2 separate regions of the Gasterosteus aculeatus genome follow, and region 2 is linked to region 1. A link is a contact called in public Hi-C data. All regions are on one chromosome and are shown on one strand. The core of a region is the stretch at or near the end of the contact, and the rest is flanking DNA. Distances in the headings are between cores, read along the strand shown. Region 1 overlaps ofcc1 (orofacial cleft 1 candidate 1). Region 2 holds the start of tfap2a (transcription factor AP-2 alpha).

What was found. Hi-C and Micro-C count contacts between places; a contact is called where the count stands out from the background.
Region 2: a Hi-C map of whole body shows a contact between it and region 1, with 4 times the contacts expected there. The contact joins the promoter of tfap2a here to the enhancer-like site in region 1. A contact is called at or near these places in 2 of 6 Hi-C or Micro-C datasets (skeletal muscle and whole body).

The regions. Positions count from the first base shown.
Region 1 is chr21:11,546,351-11,553,485 of fGasAcu3.hap1.1, forward strand. The region is part of intron 17 of ofcc1 (orofacial cleft 1 candidate 1); the gene reads right to left. Among protein-coding and RNA genes, the nearest start is that of ofcc1, 39 kb to the right of the region's middle. Within about 2 kb of position 5,756, at least 4 of the 9 cell types and tissues checked have open chromatin away from gene starts, as enhancers often do.
Region 2 is chr21:11,725,668-11,732,294 of fGasAcu3.hap1.1, forward strand. It overlaps tfap2a (transcription factor AP-2 alpha), which reads right to left and starts at 3,013. Exons shown (of 7, transcript XM_040167706.2): 1 at 2,833-3,013. The coding sequence starts at 2,865. tmem14ca (transmembrane protein 14Ca) reads left to right here and starts at 6,084. Exons shown (of 5, transcript XM_040166807.2): 1 at 6,084-6,197; 2 at 6,566-6,627. The coding sequence starts at 6,567.

The DNA.
Region 1 (7,135 bases), core at 4,506-7,005:
TCTGCACTCTGTGTGTGCAGAGCAAATGAGTGTACAAAGTGCATAGAAATCAATGGGTTTCTAGGTTCAACACAAGCAGCCGCTGATTAGACGGAGGCCAAAGTGGGTGTGTCCAGCAGAGCCGTGGTTAGCATCTCACGAGTGTGACTTCAGGGCCTTTGCCTGTGGACATCCCTGTGTCTCCTCACTGTGTCCCAGAGCGCAGTTGGAATTCACTTTGTAGTGTGTATCTAGGGAAAATGGTACACTGCCTAAAGACGAAAAACAAGAAAAAAACAGAATCAATTGTATAGCGCCCCCCCCCCTCTCTACCCACCCACCCAAATAATTAGGCTAGACTTACATTGGGTCTTTTGCTTGTGTTGCTGCTGAAATAAGAACTGTCACACGGCTGCATTTAAAAACAAAAGACATCGTCTTTCCTGTTCCTGTGAGGTGGGTGCGCTCTCTGAAGTGTTAAAACTATTTGAAGTTATCGAGTTCCCCAGTGGATGCACACGAGAGCCGCGGCGAAGCGTCCATTACACACGGGAGAACTTCGGGATTCATTCAGAAATCGCTCAGTCAACAGTTTGGGCCGCTAAATATTCATAGCTCGGCTGAAATAAACTCCGAGAGGATAAACATCTGGCAGGAAAGTGAGTTACCGGTTGCGATTTGAGAGTACGGCGTGTGTTCCCACTGGATGCACAATGTAGATTTCCTGTGGGAGGTCAGTGAGATGCAGTAATGTATGCAGCAGGGATGTAGGAAGAAGTCGTGACATCTATTGCTTTTTCATTACATGTAAATAAAAACATCTGAAGGTCTTGTTTACAGTATTTTTTATTTTTATTTCACCCTACTGTTGATGTTTATTAATGCTTATTCAGTACGTGGTGAAAGAGTGCGATGATCCCTTCCTCCATAATGATGAATGACACCTTCATGTACAGATGAAGAAGCCATACATTACATCCAGAAGATAACTGCAACATGTCGGTTATGAGGTCACCTTAACAAATCGAAGTTTCGCTGCGACTTTATTCTTGGTTTGGGCAAGATTTTGAAGAGCGACGCAAACCGAGAGATTCTAATGTTCAAGCAGAAGCGCGTCTCATCCGCTCTGTTCTACACCTTGACAAAGGCGCTTCCATTCTGTTCCGAGCTTTCTCACACGTCTGGCCTCGCTGCTCGGTGTGTGTAAAACTGCTTTCTGCACGTCTGCGAGAGTGGAATTACGGAGTAGACAAAAAATGCATAGCGTATCACAGACACAGACAAGATGCTTCCCTGTCGAGTGACATTAAAGGAACACAGCAAATGCAACCTGACGCCCATCTTTCATGTGATGAAGATATTGATGACGCATGAAAGAGGAATATTTTTAGCCGTCTTCATGTAGCGGGCCTCTTCCACAACAAACCAGTAACATGATGTGAAATCTGTTATCACCCCTGAATGGATTTCACGACGGCACCTCCAATTACAAAAGTACAATACAGAAAAAAGAGGGACCCGTCAAGAAGGAGGGGGGGTTGTGGGCTTTTTTTTTTTTTTATCTTGCAGGAACGAAGGATGTTTCACAGCTTGTCCCTAAACGACTGATAGCGAGTGGCGTAGCGGCCCGGAGATGAGACGAACCATTTCAACAGGCGTGCGTTGGCACATAATGCGCTATTTCAATTGTAGTATACGATACGTGGATATGTGGGCCAGAGGATGTTCCCTCATTATCTTGGCCTCGATATGTTTGTTGTTCATTCCAACGCCGTCGGAGGACGCCGCAAAAAAGGACTCATCGTTCTCCTAAAACGTTGCCAAAGCCTGTAAATCACATTTAACTGGCGAATATCTGTCAACCATCGGGGCACAAATGGGAGATGTGGCTTTAAAAATAGCACAAAGTGAGTGGCAAACACAGACATGGGGTAATGAGAGATGGGAGGGGGGGTGGGGGGGGTACAGTGGGTTATTACACTTTAAATAGCAGATCTATGCTGAAGAGGCTTGAGGGCCGAGGAGAACGAAGGTAACCCTCAGAAACCTTTTGCATCGCACTGAAGGCTTAAACCCTCCAGTCTAAGGCCACTTAAAGTATTGGACTTATCACTTTATTTTGAGGATTAAGCTATTTTCTGTCACTTTATTTTTTGGGGCCACCGGCATTGTTTATAAATACACTAAAACCACAAATCTTTCCCCACGTAGTCCAAGAATTATTTGCTTTCGGGGGAAACAGAAAAAAAAAAAAATAGTGTGAAAATAGACTTAAAAGATTGACGGATAATGGGATTGTTTCCTCAGTGGCCCAGATGCACGAGTGTTTTGGTGATTAAGGAAGTGTGATTATCGTAGGTGACAAGAGATAGAACTGAAGATACCGCATCTTTGTTCAGGTTTCACTTTTGAAGGATACTAATAATAGCTTTTTTTATTTCAGATTGTGACACTATCAATCCTCCTCTCTCATTTCTGAGGCGTCCTCGAAAAAGAATATAAATCAAGAGAAACTTAATATGCAACCTGCAAACAAAACAACAGACTAACAGAACATAAAGGGTATTTTAAAACTGTGAAATGTAAATAGTCAATAGATCAATATATTGAAAATTGGCTTTTCCAACAGCCCCAAATCAAACATTACATCTGTGGTCAGTGACGACACATCCGGCGGCAATCTGCATTGTACTTATTGCACCCCTGCAGTTACCTTTGTGTTGCATATACATGAACAAATGCACACTATTGCTTTTAAGTTTATAAATCATGTACAGATGGTACAGTAAATCCCACAGTAGAAACTTTAACTACCTATTTATTGCATCTACGCAGAAGCACATAATCTTACGTAATGATTGGCATGTTGGCAGGGCTGTGCACAGGTGGGGCAAATATAATGCAGGAAGCCATATAACTTCGTAAAGTGGAAATCACAGGGAAACCGTTCCCACAAGATTTATTAAATGATAATCATTGGTTGCAAAGCTGGTGTTGTTTTCCAAAGAACCTTGAATGTGTGCGCATTAAAAAGGAATTGCACAAAAAATAAATATATGCCTACAAGGCTTTTAGATAATTGAGTTATTTTTCTCAGAAGTTTAATTTATAATGAAGAAAACAAAATCACAAAAAGGCAACAAAAAAAAGGCCGAAAGATGCCAGATGTAACATTTTGCATTCCGTCCCTCTCTGTTATTTTGAATTGTTCCAAGGACTATTATCTTACCATTAGGGGTTAGCTTTATGAGCACAGCTTTTACCAGAGACCCTAGCAAAGCAATAATACATATAAATCAGTTTCATTGACAAAATGGGACCGCAGTGGCAAGTATTTTTGTGTAATCAAAGGAGAATGAATGAATAGTGACTCAGCTGCAGAACTGCAGTCCGCCATTATGTAATTAAAACAGTATAATACCACACCACCAAATTACATGAATTATTTGCAGCTGACAGGGAGTGGGGAAGAGAATATTCAGAAGCAGTGAAAAAAAGAAATGTTCCACCAAATTAGGAATTTATGTTCGACTAAAAGTTGGCTGCTCATTTTTACAATGCGAGGGAGGTTCTGACATGCAAGCAAGCATGCGAGAACGACGGAAAAGGCCACAAGTGCTGTTGTTTTTGCCGGCTGGGGATGACATCCAACGCTGGAACGCAATCTTAAACGTGTAAATGTGTTGCGTTGATGATTAGTTCCCTTGTAATGTGAAACGAAGTGGACTGGAAAGAATCTTTCGCACGGCCCTGCTGGTAATTGAAGGTAAAATATTGAGCATTTTATGTGGGCAGTTGCCATCAAAATGATCCACTGATCTATATCTCATTGACTTGCAGGAAAATACTAATTGCTGCTATTTGCTTTTTGATCAATAGTTTGGCATGCAATTGTTTCAACCGTTAAAAGTAACTTGCTGGAGTCTAGATGCTTGGCGAGCTCAAAGCAAAGATACGACAGGAAGTCGCGTCTGCTACTCGCACAGCTGCTCCAGCTACCACCCCGTCCTCCACAATGACAGACAGGTTGGTTTTCTCTCAATGAGCTTTTTCGTTGTAGCAAATGCCCAAATCAGGGTGTCAGTAGATGGACGAATACATAATGTCCTCAGGTGATCCATTCATTCATCAACGGGTGAGACATACGCAGAAGAGTGAGTACGGGCCTCCAGAGAGTCGCATCGGTATTTAAACGGCTTTCACCTCTCTGACCTTGCCTCGTGACTGCAGGACGTTGTCACCGGAGAGAGAATGAGGAGAGGATGACAACGCAAAGACGGCGTAAATTAGAGGCGGGAAACTAACCATGTGTTCATATGTGTGTATGGACGGAGCAATTAAGTGGTTGATGGACAAAAAAGAAAGTTTTTCCTTGCAAAGGCATGAAATGCCACCGATCATCAGAGAGGAATGTCTATGCAGGATGAAATGGGCTCTTAAACCTAATGGCTGGGAAAACACCATAAATGGGCCACGTGTCTGTGCCGGGCAGCGTGCTTTTAACAGACTCACTCTTATGTCATACATGTGTGCCCCACAACAAATAAAGTGCGTGACACGTGAAAACTATGTGGTGTCAGTACAAATTTCAGTTCAGTGTGCTCTGGTTCTAAACTGGCATCGGCTAACGTAGTTGCTGATGATATCAAGCTCATATACACACAAATATCGGAATCAAATTCCGATTACATCGACATCTACGGCTTGTCAGCTTTATTATTAGAGCTGCCAGTCAGCGATGTATTTCTAAAAGTTCATATTTATTTGCACAGGGCCGAGTGCACTGGCGCATGTTTGTGCTACAGTGCATTAGCTTACATGTGATTAGCGTGCACAAATCCACTTTTAAGATCTTCGGGAGTTGTTTGTTGACTTTTGAAACCTTTTTTAGATGCTCATGTCAGACTCGGGCACCAGTGATTACAGATGAAAAAGAAGAGCGTGAGGGAAGTGTCACTTCTGGTCTACCACTCTTTCTCTTTCACACACAATCATGCACAAATCGCAAGTAATCACTCAAATCCTCCCCCCCGCCTCCCGTCTTCCCCCGCCACACACACACACACACACACACACTTTCTCCTACATGTCTGTGGGAAAGGCATGCATTTGACCCAGACCACCAATGGGACTGGAGTCCGCTCTGACTGACGGCCACATCACAGCAGATTATCCAATCGTATCGCAACACCAGCCTGTCGTAGAGCTGACAGTTGTGATTTCCATAAAGGAAGCAACACGTAGGTTGTGTAAGTGTGTGTGTGTGTGTGTGTCTGTGAAATCCGGAGTGACCCAGGGCGCGTCTGGCTGCAGAAAACCCTAACATGTGCACTCGGGCCGCGGTAGCCAGGGGCCTTCTCCTTTCACACATGCACGCACGCGCGCACGCACAGACACACTCCTGCCCCCTTCAGCACAGGAAAGCCTCGGAGAGCCAGGGGTGAAACGCACTGCCGTCTCCACCCACCTCTCCTACCAGCATTACATCAGAATTGATTGACCCTTGCACTGAGTTGTGATTTGAAGCTGCAGTATGCAGCCAGATTGACAGCCTGGAACTAGCTGTTGTTTCAGGTGTTTTTTTTTCTTTTTTCTCTCTTGCTCTGTCTGTTCCTGGAGGCCGCTCTCCCGCCACCGTGGTAAAACGGTTAGAAAAAGAAGGGACACCGCAGGGCGCACGTTATCAACGTCCTCCGCGCACGATAGCGCCGAGCTGAGCAGCCGTGAACAATACAACCGCAGACCTCGCTGCGAACCTTACACTGGAGCATGCACGGTGTGCAGACTCAAACAGATGGAGGGCGCGGGAAGATAGCGACAGAGACACTCGGTGACTGAGCGCTCCGATAGGCTCGGTCGGGGGAAACGGGCGGAGAGAGGATTGTTGGTCCCCAACGAGGCGAGCTAACTGGGGGGAAATTAGGTCAGTGTGTTCCCTCTGACTACACAGCAAGAACAGGCTGTGCAAGTGCGTGCGTGTTTTGCCGGTGCATCTACAGCGCCGTACTGCACCGCTATAGTGACATACTGTGCAGGTCTGTGTGGGTGTGTGTGTGTTTTAATTGTGTGCTGTCGCTTTCCACACGTGGGCCTGTGATTGACTGTGCTACCAAATGTCCGGTTCTGAATGCAGGGGATAATTATTTCGGCCTTAATCCCCATTGCGGCTTTAAATCCTAATATAACAATGGTGTTTGAGTGCTCTCAAGCCAAATGCTAAAACTGTATTTATTTTGACTCCTCATTGGGATGTAACTAATCATAACATCACTGTAATAAAATGGTAGAATATGAATGGAACAAATGAATAAAGTTTAAGTGACATTTATCCCCAAATGGCTGCAGTCTTTTGGAATAAAAGCTTTTGGGACAGATGGATCTAGTTCTGCAGTCATTTGGCCTCCGGAGGATGTGGATGCTCTTTTTTTTATTCTACGTCGCATCCAGCCTTGTCTTTACTCTTTACTACACTTTCTCTCTTCATGTCTCCTGATCAGGACAAGTCACACATACTATAATTGATATGAGATTTGGGGGGTATATTTCAATGTAATTAGAACCTTGATAATTGGACTAATTAGATCTAATTGCTGTGCGAGAATGACTTTGATTAAAACAGGTTTCTCTCCTCAAAACCAGAGAAAGAAAAAAAAATAGGTTGGTGACATTGTTGAGACACAAAGCTAATTGGCAATAATCAGGGATGCAATCTATATCAAACTTTGTATTGACTAATAGGAGCAATACTTTTACTTAAAAACAACAAGTGATAAGGGATTGTTTGGGTCGGTTAAAATTAGTTCAAAGAATGAAAAATGTTGCTAAAGTACCCCAAGGTGTGCAATTCATTTAGTCATGGTGTGTTTACCTCTTTGAGAAGTTGTTGCCGCGCCGTCCATGAGCATTAAATTGGCCCTATCGAATTACACCAGCTGTATTGAATCAGGTGCTTTGATTTTGCTCCGTGCTATTCGGTGAGAATAAAGGTGGTTAAGATTACATTTGTTTGACATCAAAAAGGATGGAAGGGCGGCAGGATTCTTTAATGCACGTTCAAACAGATAGCAGCAGAGGACAAATCATTCCTGACTTCTTTTCATAGTTTCTGTTTTTAATTTGCCCACAATCGACTTCCATTGTCTTTACCTGCAGTGAA
Region 2 (6,627 bases), core at 1,763-4,262, 180 kb after region 1:
AAAAAGACAGAGTCGCACCGGCTAACTTTTAGATGTGTTGACGGAGGGTCGCGGGGGGGAGAGAATAAAATGCCCCAAGTCTCTATGACAGGGCCGCGCGGATCCGCCGCTCTTACCAACTTTTCTTTTTTTTTTTTTTTCTACATGCGACTCGCCGAGCTCCACTCCCCCTTTTTCTCCCTCAGCACACCTTTAGTTTTTGTTTTGTTTTTTTCAAATAACGAAACACCGGGCTGGGACTGGATTTCATTTGCGCGTTTTTATACGTATTTGCATCCACCAGAGGGGAAACATTGCCTGTAAATAACAAATAATAATAATAAAAATAATAATCTCCACAATCTGAACGCCGAGCTTTGCTTATATTTTTGTATAAGAATATCCTCTGAGGACGCGAGTGAAAACACGTTCAACCGGCTTCTCCACTGCTAAAAAGAAGTCCCTGATGTTCGTGCCAAACTTTGTTTATGGCACCAACAACAATCAGTCAGCGCATGCACCTCATACGGACACGCACACACGCATATTCTAATGCCTCATGTTTCAAATAAATGAAAACTAAGGAGTAAATGTCCATGTTGGTTAAGCAGCGAAGTGTGGCGGCATTTGCCATTTAGTCAAGATATATTTATTTTAATGAAATTAATGGTGTATACATTTTTTAAGTATCCGCTTGTTATTTTATATATGGATAAAATATTTTATGTGATATTTAAAAAATGAAAATAAAGATGTAACTGGTGTGAATTGCATTTAAAATATTTCTGTTATTAGCATAATACAAAACCATCGTTATTATTTTTGTTTATTTATTTCTTATCATCGATTTTACCACTATCTGCTTATCTTCTAATTTTGATACGCACAAATACCCAAACAGAAGATCCTAGTAAAATATATATAAAAAACATGTATCTATTACTTTCTGCACTTAAATTAAATGTGTTCACTAACACCTGTCAAAAGACTGACATATTTGGATCAAAACAATGAAACGTACCCCTAAAGTGATCATCTTAAACAAAAATATCAAACTTAAATTAAATTAAACAAATCAAAGAGGAGTCCCTTACCTCGCAATCTTCATATTTAATGTTATCAGTTAATTTCCAAAGCATTTTCATGGATTGTTGAGGTGGATATTGAGTGGTATCGCCTTAGTCTTGTTTTCACTCAGTGAATTGTGCTCCCCGCTCAGAAAAACTACTTTTATTGAAGCTGTGGGCTTCTGTCTGTCTTGCGCTCTGAGGTCTCCCTCTAATGGTAGAAGTGAAGGGCTGGAGCAGCTCTGTAATAACACTGGCACAGGGCCTCATTAGCATATCAACAGTCGTTTGATTCCCCCCCCCCCTCTCCCCCCCCCCCCCCCCCCCCCCCCCCCCCACCCCCCTCCCCTCATCTGCTCACACCAACACCAATGGACAGCGCACAGGTAAAAACTAAAACGATAGGACGCTATACACGCTTATTATTCCGACTGTTCTGCGAGCTGTGTGTGTGTGCGTGTATTGAGGGGGGAAGAGGGCAGAGCCATGCATGTGGATCTGCATGCACCTGGGACGGTTTTCTACAAGTCGAGGCTCGAGCAAAGCGCGTCGGGCTGCACAAATTACACGTTCACGTTCAATTTTCATAACGAAGAACGAAATAATATTCAAATATCATGCTGCTGTAAGAAAGAGTCTACATTGACTGAAAACAAATCCGCTCATCCTCGTGTCTCCATTACTTCTCTAGGACGGCAGGCCTATGCAAATACAACCCTGACACACACTTTTGGGCTTTTTAAAAAAAAAAAACTCCCAAACTGTTATTTTAATCCCATTGAGAGCGCGGAGCCTTGAGAGGCCATTCTTCCTGTGTTATGGTAAACAGGTGAGCCATTCGGAGCGGCTCTACAGGTCCATTGACTACCTGTAAGGGGAGGGCTTGCCGGTGTGTGGGGGTTAGGGGGGGGGGGGGGGATGTAAATAATTAACACAACAACATGGCCTTGTTTCATTTGAATGAACGGCCAGGGGAGCCCGGCTCTTCCCTGTCGCCGGCCGAGCCTTCACCTCAGCAGGTCGTGGGTCGGCAGACAGGTCGCCGGCTCTTTCAAGGCGTTGGCTGCTCTCGTTTTAAAAACCCAGATTACCATTTTTGGTGGAGGGCTTGTCTTTTTTTTTTGCAGCAGCAGCAGCAGTTGGGCTATTAATGAGAATGGAGCGATGAAACTGGCTGACAATGACAGCTATGTGCATGTGCGTTTCTGTTGATCCAGCCTGGCTGTCTGTGGGGATGATTTTTCCTCCGTTTTAAAGCAGTGATACTAAAGTTTAGCGTCTCTTTAACCCCCCACACACCTCACAAAACAAGGCCCCGTATTCCAGTGACGAGACCAGGGATGCTTTGGAAACTTGCGAGTGGGAAACACGCAATCCAAATATGGATCCTGTGTGAATATACACGCGAAAGGCTAGACGAATCACATCTCACCTCAGACACGCAACCGCATATTAAGGGCTGCGTTTCATATGAAATACTCCACGACCAAAACCCACGTCTCATGCTTTCCACACATTTCTGATTCAAACACATGACCGTCCGCCTGAATTACAACCTACAACCCCACGCGATCAACATCCTCACTCTTTCACGGCCCCCCAAAAGAAGAAGCGTTCCTTATGAAATAAGTTCTTCGTGTTAGCGTGTGCCTGTGAACTATACACCGACTCTTTTCATGGAACGTGTTCACGAAAGCGGCCTCTTGCTGCACAACAAAAGTGGACATTTTGACAGTTTCCACGGTTCACCCGCCGCGTCTTTGTCTTAAAAGTAAGCAGCACATACCTGCCATTCTCCCATTCTGCCCATAATTGACATTCTGTGTCTTCTGCTGCCTTTGGTCGTTGTCGGTAGATCCGGTTCCGTGTCTATCTCATTGAGCCTCCGGTGCCGAACTGAACCTTTTACGTTGTTTTTTTTTCGCCTGACCGGATCGTCTCACCTGGCCATAAAAAGTGTTGCGGAGTGTTGGCGCATGCGCAGTGCTCCGGGTGTGGACGCGTAAGGAGAAACTACCTGGGGAAAGTGGAATCACCTACGTTGTGTCTGGTTTCTGCATTTGCCTGTTTTGTCTTCAAAGACTACGGATTGGGTTTTTATGAAACAATAAATGATCGAACGAACATGTTTTTAAATATTAGTTATTGTTGAGGAAACTCAAGAGATACCGGAATGCACTATAGCTTAATCATAGTCCCTGCTGTGACTACGAAATATAGATATATTTGCAGAGAGTGTAAATCGAAGCTGTTAACACATCCAGTTAATTTTTCGTTGAGTAACAAATTCTTTGCTTCATGTAAATTTGCATTAAAAAATGAAAAGGAGTGAAAAGCGATGCCGTTTACCTTTCCCCTTAATTTATCTCACAACTAAATTAATAAACATGATATTAAACAAGATAGGTAAATATGGGCGAAAGAAAATTTAAATCAAATCGGTAGTATGTTATAAGAACCGAAAAAGACGTGTATTTATCTTATACTTTCCTCCTGTTAATTGTATATGAATCCTCATTGCAAATGAAACTGTGTCAAGTTAGAAAACTTGAAGGTTAACTGCCAACATCATTACTTCTGCGCAGAGAGCCCTGCTATTGTGAGGGTCATTATTTATTCATCCACTGTTTATTTCTAATACTTATGTAGACCCCCCAGGCCAAGAGCGAATGAGGTCTCCCTCTCTCTGTGTCTCGCACGCGCACACGCGCTACAACTCACACACTCACGCATACAGAGAGGAGAGCAACACGTGCAATGACAGAGGTGATAATGGTCGAGGCTTTAGTCCAAAACCCGTTTTTTGTCCTCTTTCAAGTCCTTTACGGAGCACACACACACACACACACACACACACACACACACACACACACACACACACACACGTCGCTGCAGCTGCGTCGGTTCTCTCACCACATCTAACACTTTATATTAGACATATTTAATTCATACACTGAGATTATTGGACCAACTTTTTGTTGAGATTTTGCATTTAGCCCTATAAATCCTGTTTTTTTGAGGGGGGTTGCATAATTCCGTATCGAATGTAAAGATTTTTGTTTCTTCTTTTTTTTTTTTTTGTTGCAGTGTTAATATTTAAAACAAGCCTTCATGTTTGACTTCAAAGGCGAAGACATTTTAACTACACACACAATACCTGCAGCTATAAAGACCTCTCCAGGACTGTACAAAGGAGGGCTGGGTAAAGAGGGGGGGGGGGGGGGGGGGGGGGAATCAGAAATATAGTTTGGGGCTCTGCGCACTAAAGGGAGGAGTAAGTTTTAAAGCAGAGCTGTCTGACAGTGAGCTACTCTCAGACAGGAGCGGGGGTCCCCGTTGGATATCCAGCCTGTTTGTCTAAGGCTCGGTTTCCAACCACTTCCAGCATCGCACTGGGCCTCCGGGCGACGCTCGGCTTCCTAACATTGCAAGCTGTGTTTAATAGGCGTCGGCAACGGCGGCACCGCAGGCAATTTGTACAGCCATTCCGATTCAGACAAATTACAATAAAATGATTATTGATGTAAGCATTGTTGTAATTGTTATTATTACATATAACATTTTCTATATTGATTTGGTATCCGTTGTGTGTGTGTGTGTGTGTATGAGGGGGATCGTGTCTCGTTGGGAAAAAAAAGAATCCTGTTAATAAACTGGATGAATTACGAATTCAATCTCATTGAGAAAAAAAAAGAAGTAACTTTTCTTACTTCATGTTGTCTCCTCTTTCCCTCGTTTCATTAAAGTACACAGACCTGTGATGGAGAAGCTGGAAAATGTTCTAACAAAGCGGGTATGTTGTTGTTGTTGTTGTTGTTGTTGTTGTTGTGGCAGCTGCACGTGTCAGCCTGCTGAGGACCTGGCGGTCCCGGTACAGGACCCCCCGTGTAGCTCTCAAAGATCACCGCATCACAGTGTCGGTTGAGTGAGAAGGTTTTGGGGCCCATCGTATGGAAACGCTGCTTCCCAACTGTGATAAATTGTGTTATAGCGCCATCTAGCTTCCGGAGATGGATTTAAAACCATATTGCGTTGTAATTGAAACCAAATGAGAATGTGCTCGTGGTGAGCCTTCCCATCGGTAAATTAAACAAAAAAGCAGCTGGTCAAAAGAAACATGTTCAAATCAGTGAAATATACGGGTTTGACCAAATGTCCGGTTCATCAGTCACGTTTGAAATGAAACAGATGACATTCATTGGGTTTGGTTAAACCAGCTTCCGTTCACCTTAAAGCACCTTTCTTTACTAAAGATTTCAGCTCTAACAGCGGTATGTTTTCGCAGTAATCACCCATTAAGGCTCAAATACTGAAAATACATATTCTGGTGCTATGATGTGTGTTTGATCCTTTCCAGACATTTTGCTCTACATGTAAAGCAACATTGGAATGTGGGGCGCGCGGCAACTCAAGTCTTGTCAAAGCTCGGCGATGTGCGATACCTCTTAAATAAAACTTAATCTAATCCTGTAGTGCCACCTTGTGGCGGAAATAATAAAACCAGGTCCCTCCCACTATCCTTGAGCATCCTGAGGTCTGTAGTTTATTTTCACTGCAATGTCATAAGATAGCTACCTGTTTTTTTTTTACAGTAGTAAAGACATCAACAAACATTCTGGCATATCAAACAACAGAGGTGGTTATGAGATTCCTGACAGCAAATGACTTGGAAACAATAGTCTGTTGAACCACGCACATCGATGTGGAAACAGACTTTAATCGGGGGGACGCAAATCCGTCTCAGCAGATCAAATTATATGTTACAAATAAACCAGATGGTAATGTCAAACATGTTCATTGTACACACAAAGGAAGAGAGACAAACATGAGAGGGCCTAGGCATACACAAAATAACAAACCCATAATATAACTTTGGAAAAAAAATCAATAGATGTATTGGTCATTTATTTGCATTGCTTTAGTAAAATCCGCCGTTTCTGAACTCAGCATTTAGTGTACTACCTCTCCAATTGCACTTCAATGGTTGTTGTGAAAACCGGCGTCAAGTTCCATGTTTGATAAGCATAAATGGCCACTGACGCCTACATGTCCCGTCAGGCACCGCGGCGCGTGTTGTGTGCACCAATCATTCGTGCTCGGCAAAGAACAGGCTGCCGTCGGTTGTGACAGAGGACGAACTGGAAGAGCAAGGTTGTGTGCGGCTTAATTTGCGTTTCACGTTTTCTTTTTTGACCGTATCCGACGCTTTAAGCTCGAGTTGCTCCACATTAAAATAAATGGCGCGGGTAATATATTGTGTGAGCTTGCACGAGATCGATACACGCGCGGTTGATACAACTGTTCAGCAGCTAACGTAGCAGTGTAACAGCGGGGGACACCTCGAGTTTATCCATGTTTCCGGTGTTATGTGTCCTCTGGACTCGGCTTAGTTTTCTCTGAGGAAAGCCTTTTCGCTTTAGTGGATAACTTCGGCGCGTAGCAGGAAATCGTCTGAATTCGATAGTGACCGTGAACGCAACGCTAACGTCACGTGTGTTCTCTCCCTCGCCGGTGTCCAGCATGTCTACAGATTACGTAGGATATGGTTATGCAGCCCTCATCGCATCCGGAGGAGCCATCG